2 separate regions of the Pan troglodytes genome follow, and region 1 is linked to region 2. Evidence: chromatin contacts called from public HiChIP or PLAC-seq data. All regions are on one chromosome and are shown on one strand. The core of a region is the stretch at or near the end of the contact, and the rest is flanking DNA. Distances in the headings are between cores, read along the strand shown. Region 1 holds the start of MISP3 (MISP family member 3). Region 2 holds the start of DCAF15 (DDB1 and CUL4 associated factor 15).

Region 1 (2,743 bases), core at 236-2,735, 120 kb after region 2:
TGGTGTACCCAAAGACCAAGGAGCTAATGAAGAGGAGGACAGGGAATGAAGTCAGTGATTGAATCTGCCAAACGGACATCATAGGTGCTCTTGTCAGAAAAAGCTCCCAGAAGCCGGGTGCGGTGGCTCATACCTGTAATCCCAGCACTTTGGGAGGCTGAGGCGGGCAGATCATGAGGTCAGGAGTTCGAGACCAGCCTGGCCAACATGGTGAAACCCTGTCTCTACTAAAACTACAAAAAAATTAGCTGGGCGTGGTGGCACACGCCTGTAATATCAGCTACTCCAGAGGCTGAAGCAGGAGAATCGCTTGAACCCGGGAGGCGGAGGTTGCAGTGAGCCAAGATCACACCACTGCACTCCAGCCTGGGCAACCGAGTGAGACTTCGTCTCAAAAAAGAAAAAGAGCCCTTTCATCAATCTTCCCGCGTCCGCCGATTCCTCCTCCTTGGTCGCCGCGTCCTTGGCTGGCGTCAGAAAAATGGCTACAAACTTCCTAGCACATGAGAAGATCTGGTTTGACAAGTTCAAATATGACGACGCAGAAAGGAGATTCTACCAGCAGATGAACGGGCCTGTGGCAGGTGCCTCCCGCCAGGAGAACGGTGCCAGCGTGATCCTCCATGACATTGTGAGAGCCAGAGAGAACATCCAGAAATCCCTGGCTGGAAGCTCAGGCCCCGGGGCCTCCAGTGGCCCCAGCGGAGACCACAGCGAGCTCGTTGTCCGGATCGCCAGTCTGGAAGTGGAGAACCAGAGCCTGCGTGGCGTGGTACAGGAGCTGCAGCAGGCCATCTCCAAGCTGGAGGCCCAGCTGAACGTGCTGGAGAAGAGCTCGCCTGGCCACCGGGCCACGGCCCCGCAGACCCAGCACGTGTCTCCCATGCGCCAAGTGGAGTCCCCGGCCAAGAAGCCAGCCACACCAGCAGAGGATGACGAGGATGATGACATTGACCTGTTTGGCAGCGACAATGAGGAGGAGGACAAGGAGGCGGCACAGCTGCGGGAGGAGTGGCTACGGCAGTACGCGGAGAAGAAGGCCAAGAAGCCTGCACTAGTGGCCAAGTCCTCCATCCTGCTGGATGTCAAGCTTTGGGACGATGAGACGGACATGGCCCAGCTGGAGGCCTGTGTGCGCTCTATCGAGCTGGACGGGCTGGTCTGGGGGACCTCCAAGCTGGTGCCCGTGGGCTACGGTATCCGGAAGCTACAGATTCAGTGTGTGGTGGAGGACGACAAGGTGGGGACAGACTTGCTGGAGGAGGAGATCACTAAATTTGAGGAGCACGTGCAGAGTGTCGATATCGCAGCTTTCAACAAGATCTGAAGCCTGAGTGTGTGTATGTGCGCGCGTGCGTAAGGCCCTGCCACGATTAAAGACTGAGACCGGCAAAAAAAAAAAAAAAAAAAAAAGAAAAAGAAAAAAGAAAGAAAGAAAAGAAAAAGAAAAAGAAAAAAATGTTCCCGTGAAAGGGGGCCAAGAACCCAGCCCAGTTGGCATGGCTGGAGGAAGGACCAGGAGATGATGCAGTGGGGAAGGTGCTATAAAGAAAACTTTTTCCCAGAAGTATACAGCTTATTTATTTATTTATTTATTTTGAGACAGAGTTTTGCTCTTGCTGCCTAGGCTAGAGTGCAGTGGCGTGATCTTGGCTCACTGTAACCTCCACCTCCCAGGTTCAAGTGATTCTCCCACCTCAGCTTCCCGAATAGCTGGGATTACAGGCGCCCACCACCAGGCCTGGCTAATTTTTTTTTTTTGTATTTTTAGTAGAGACGGGGTTTGGCCATGCTGGCCAGGCTGGTTTCGAACTCCTGACCTCAGGTGATCCTCCCGCCTCGGCCTCCCAAAGTGCTGGCATCACGGGCATGAGCCTCCGTGCCCGGCCGGTAACTGTATTTTTCCTTCTGGGCACCCCAGAATGGTGGGGTTGGGGGCAGGTTCTGGGAAGAGTCTGCTTCCATTAGGGGGAAAGTGGAAAACGTCCCTAGGGGAGGGTGGCCCGCGCAAGGGCATCGATCCTGCCCTTGAACCGCATGATCCGGCCCCAGCTGCTCTTTCCCCCTACCCTGGACGCCTCCTGTTTCCTGTCTGGGCCTCCCCAGGCGCCCGGGCCCAAGGTGACCGCCTTTCAACTGCAACCGCTAAGCTGCGCCCACGGCGCACTGTGTCCGTCTCTCCCTCCTCCCTCAATCCGGGAGTGCCCTTGGCAGCGGACACCTCCCGGATTTTTCCGGGAGGAGAAGGGAAGCCGCTTCTCGGCTTGGCGTGGGGGCAGTGGTGCGCGGCTGGGAACCTCGCTGAGCCCAAGCATTGGTAGGGAGACCCCAGCGGCCAGTAAGGCGGCTCCTGGCGCCCCCTCGGGCCGGAGCTGTGCGCTGCAAGGCTGGATCGGAGGGAGGGCCCAGAGGCCTGAGGAGTCGCTGCCTGCCGGCTGGCACGACCAAGCGGGGCTGCCCGGGTCCCGAAAAGACGGCTTCGGGGGACACCTCACCAAGCGGCTAGTGGTTCAGAACCCCAGTCCGACGCGCTGCTGGGCCCAGTCTCCCGGACGATGACGGGGACATGGCTCTGAAAAAGTGCCAGGGTGCGCTCAGTAGAACCCAGCACCCAGAATGGCCCCCCAGAGAGCGGGGCCGGGTCTAAGGAAGCCCTCTTCCAAGAAGTCCCGTGCCCTGAGGTGACTGGGCGCGCTAGCTGATGAAACTGAGTGCCCAACCGAGGCGCCCCTTGTCCCGAGGG
Region 2 (2,714 bases), core at 149-2,648:
AAAAAAAAAAGATATGTTGTGATATTGTGTTGTAATATATTTTTAAAAACCATATTTTGGTCTTAGGTTTTCTAGTACATAACTCCTAAAACCCTTGAAATCAGCTGGGCACAGTGGTTTATGCCTGTAATCCCAGCACTTTGGGAGGCCAAGATGGGATGATCCCTTGAGGTCAGGAGTTTTCGAGCAGCCTGGGCAACATAGTGAGACCCCATCTCTACAAAAAAAATTTTTTTAATGAAGATAATTAAAAAAACCTATCTTCTAGATTGTTCAGAGGATTGAATGGGCTGGCCAGGGGTGGGGGCTCACACCTGTCCTCCCAACACTTTGGGAAGCAGAGGTGGGAGGATCACTTGAGCCCAGGTGTTGGAGACCAGCCTGGACAACTTGGTGAAACTCCGTCCCTACAAAAAATACAAAAAATTAGGCCGGGCGCGGTGGCTTATGCCCGTAATTCCAGCACTTTGGGAGGCCTAGGCGGGCGGATCACCTGAGGTCAGGAGTTCGCAACCAGCCTGGCCAACATAGTGAAACCTCGTCTCTACTAAAAATACAAAAAATTAGGCGGGCGTGGTGGCGCACGCCTGTAGTCCTAGCTACATGAGAGGCTGAGGTGAGAGGATCATCTGAGCCCGGGGTCGAGGCTGCAGTGAACCGTGATCACGCCACTGCACTCCAGCCTGGGTGACAAAGTGAGACTCTGTCTAAAAAAATAAAATAAATGAGGTAATGTATATGAATATGATGCACGGAGCGGACCTTCAACAATTATTTTTATTGCCATGATCTGCATAATTGGCACAACAGGGCCCTGCCACATCGAACTGTTTAAGCTCAGAACCGTGTCACATGTGGAGCGATCCATGATTGATGCTATCATTATCACCACCATCATCCCACCAACCCGCCCATCGGAAACAAGCTTTCATCGAATCCCATCGTTTTTTCCTTTTTTGTAAATCTCTTTCCTCGGCCTGGCTCTGCCGCCCAAGTATGCTCGTCAGGCCTTTGCCCACCTGGACCGGGCGCGGGCGGCCCGGAGCTGAGGATTCTCGAGCCTTGGTGGACCACAGGCTCCCGTCGCCCCGCCCAAGGGCCTGGACCGCCTGTGGTCTCCATGGAAACCCGCCAGCCACGGGGGGCGTGACGCCGTTGAGACAGACAGAGATATTCACCTATCAGATCAAAGTTATCTGGGCTGGGCGAACAAACGGGACCTCCGAGTGGTACGTCCTTAAGGCGGGGCGGGAATACGGCAACCGGCCGCGGGGGCTGTTACTGTCGCTACCAATCAAGAGTCGAGATGGCTTTGATGGACAGACATAGCGCGAGTGCGGGCTTTCGCCCAACCGGCGGGCCGCTGTCCCGAAAAAGGACCAATGAGGAGGCTGCAGGGGTGGGGCGAAGGGGCCGGTTGCTCCGGAAGTGGAGGGAGGGGGTGAAAATGGCGCCCAGCTCGAAATCGGAGCGGAACAGCGGGGCTGGGAGCGGCGGCGGCGGCCCCGGGGGAGCCGGAGGGAAGCGGGCAGCAGGGCGGCGGCGGGAGCACGTCCTCAAGCAGCTGGAGCGGGTCAAGGTGAGGCCTGGAGCCGGAGTGGGGAGCGCGCCGGAGGGTGGGGAGTAGGGACGAGGGAGGCGGAGGGAGGAGGGCGTTCGCGGGGTGAGGGGTTGGGGGCGGGGCCCCAGGGGAGGGGGCTCGGATGCAGGGCCTGGGCGGGGCCCGGGGGAGATGGCTTGGATGGAGGGGGCTCAGTCGGGGGCCTGGATGCAGGTGGTTGTGTCGGGTGACCGGCAAAGGGGCTGGGATGGAGGGGGTTGGGGGCGGGGCCCCAGGGAGGGGGCTCGGAGGGAGGCGACCCCAGAGGCCGCAGGGAGAATCAGGAGGAAGGGGGCGATCCAGGCTTTTCAAAGCTCTGCTCCCATGGTTGCTTCATAATGGAACCTTCCCGCCCCCTTTGCAGAGCCCCTGCCGCTGGCTTTGGGCTTCCTCCGCCTGATGTTCCTCTCCCTGCCCGAGCCCCGACCACACATGAGCTGGGAGTTCCAGTACCTGGGTGGGCCTCCCCATTGAAAGTGTGGGAGCTCCCTGGATAGGGCTGAGTCTTCCCCCGCAGAGTGAGAGTTACCTAAGCAGGCTCTGTCTCCTCCATCAGACTGGAAACTCCCAGAGCTGGGGGATGATGTCTCTCTCCCCCATCAGTTTGGGAGCTCTGGAGGGCAGAAATGTGGATCTCTTGCAGGTGGGCAGTAACTGGGGCAAGGCTGTGTCTCTGTGGACAGGGACTGCGCCTTCTCCGTGAGGCTGGTAGCTTTGTAAGGGCAGTGCTGTGTCTCCCCCTTTTGACTGGGAGCTCCCTGGGCTGGGACAGTCTCCGCCCTTAGCCTGGGAGCTCCCTGGGCTTGGCTGTGGTTCCGCCCTTAGCTTGGAAGCTCCTTGGGCAGGGACTGTGTCTCCCCTGTCGGCCTGGGCCTGGCTGGCCGGGCTGTTTCCTCCGTCAGACTGAGACCTCCATGTGGACAGGGCTGTCTCCCATCAGACAGGGAGCTTCCCAGACAGGACTCTTCCCATCAGATTGGAATGTCTTGAAGGCAGAGTTGTGTCTCCCCAGTCAGCCTGGGTAGCAAGACTGAGGCTGTTCGGATATCCCTGTGCCTGGCTTCTGCCTGTCAGTCCCCGCAGATCCTTCCGCGGTGAAGTTTTGGGGATGAGG

Evidence for each region. HiChIP or PLAC-seq counts read pairs in DNA pulled down with a chosen protein or histone mark.
Region 1: an H3K4me3 HiChIP or PLAC-seq map of stem cell-derived excitatory neurons shows a contact between it and region 2, with 2.6 times the contacts expected there. The contact joins the promoter of MISP3 here to the promoter of DCAF15 in region 2. A contact is called at or near these places in 1 of 7 Hi-C or Micro-C datasets (stem cell-derived neural progenitor cells) and 1 of 1 datasets of contacts at active chromatin or transcription factors (stem cell-derived excitatory neurons).

What each region holds. Positions count from the first base shown.
Region 1 is chr20:16,766,164-16,768,906 of NHGRI_mPanTro3-v2.0_pri, forward strand. It overlaps MISP3 (MISP family member 3), which reads left to right and starts at 1,486. Exons shown (of 2, transcript XM_063800580.1): 1 at 1,486-2,743. It overlaps LOC455775 (elongation factor 1-delta), which reads left to right and starts at 383. Exons shown (of 1, transcript XM_009434877.5): 1 at 383-1,459. The coding sequence starts at 482. The coding sequence ends at 1,327.
Region 2 is chr20:16,644,781-16,647,494 of NHGRI_mPanTro3-v2.0_pri, forward strand. It overlaps DCAF15 (DDB1 and CUL4 associated factor 15), which reads left to right and starts at 1,399. Exons shown (of 13, transcript XM_016935277.4): 1 at 1,399-1,579. The coding sequence starts at 1,448.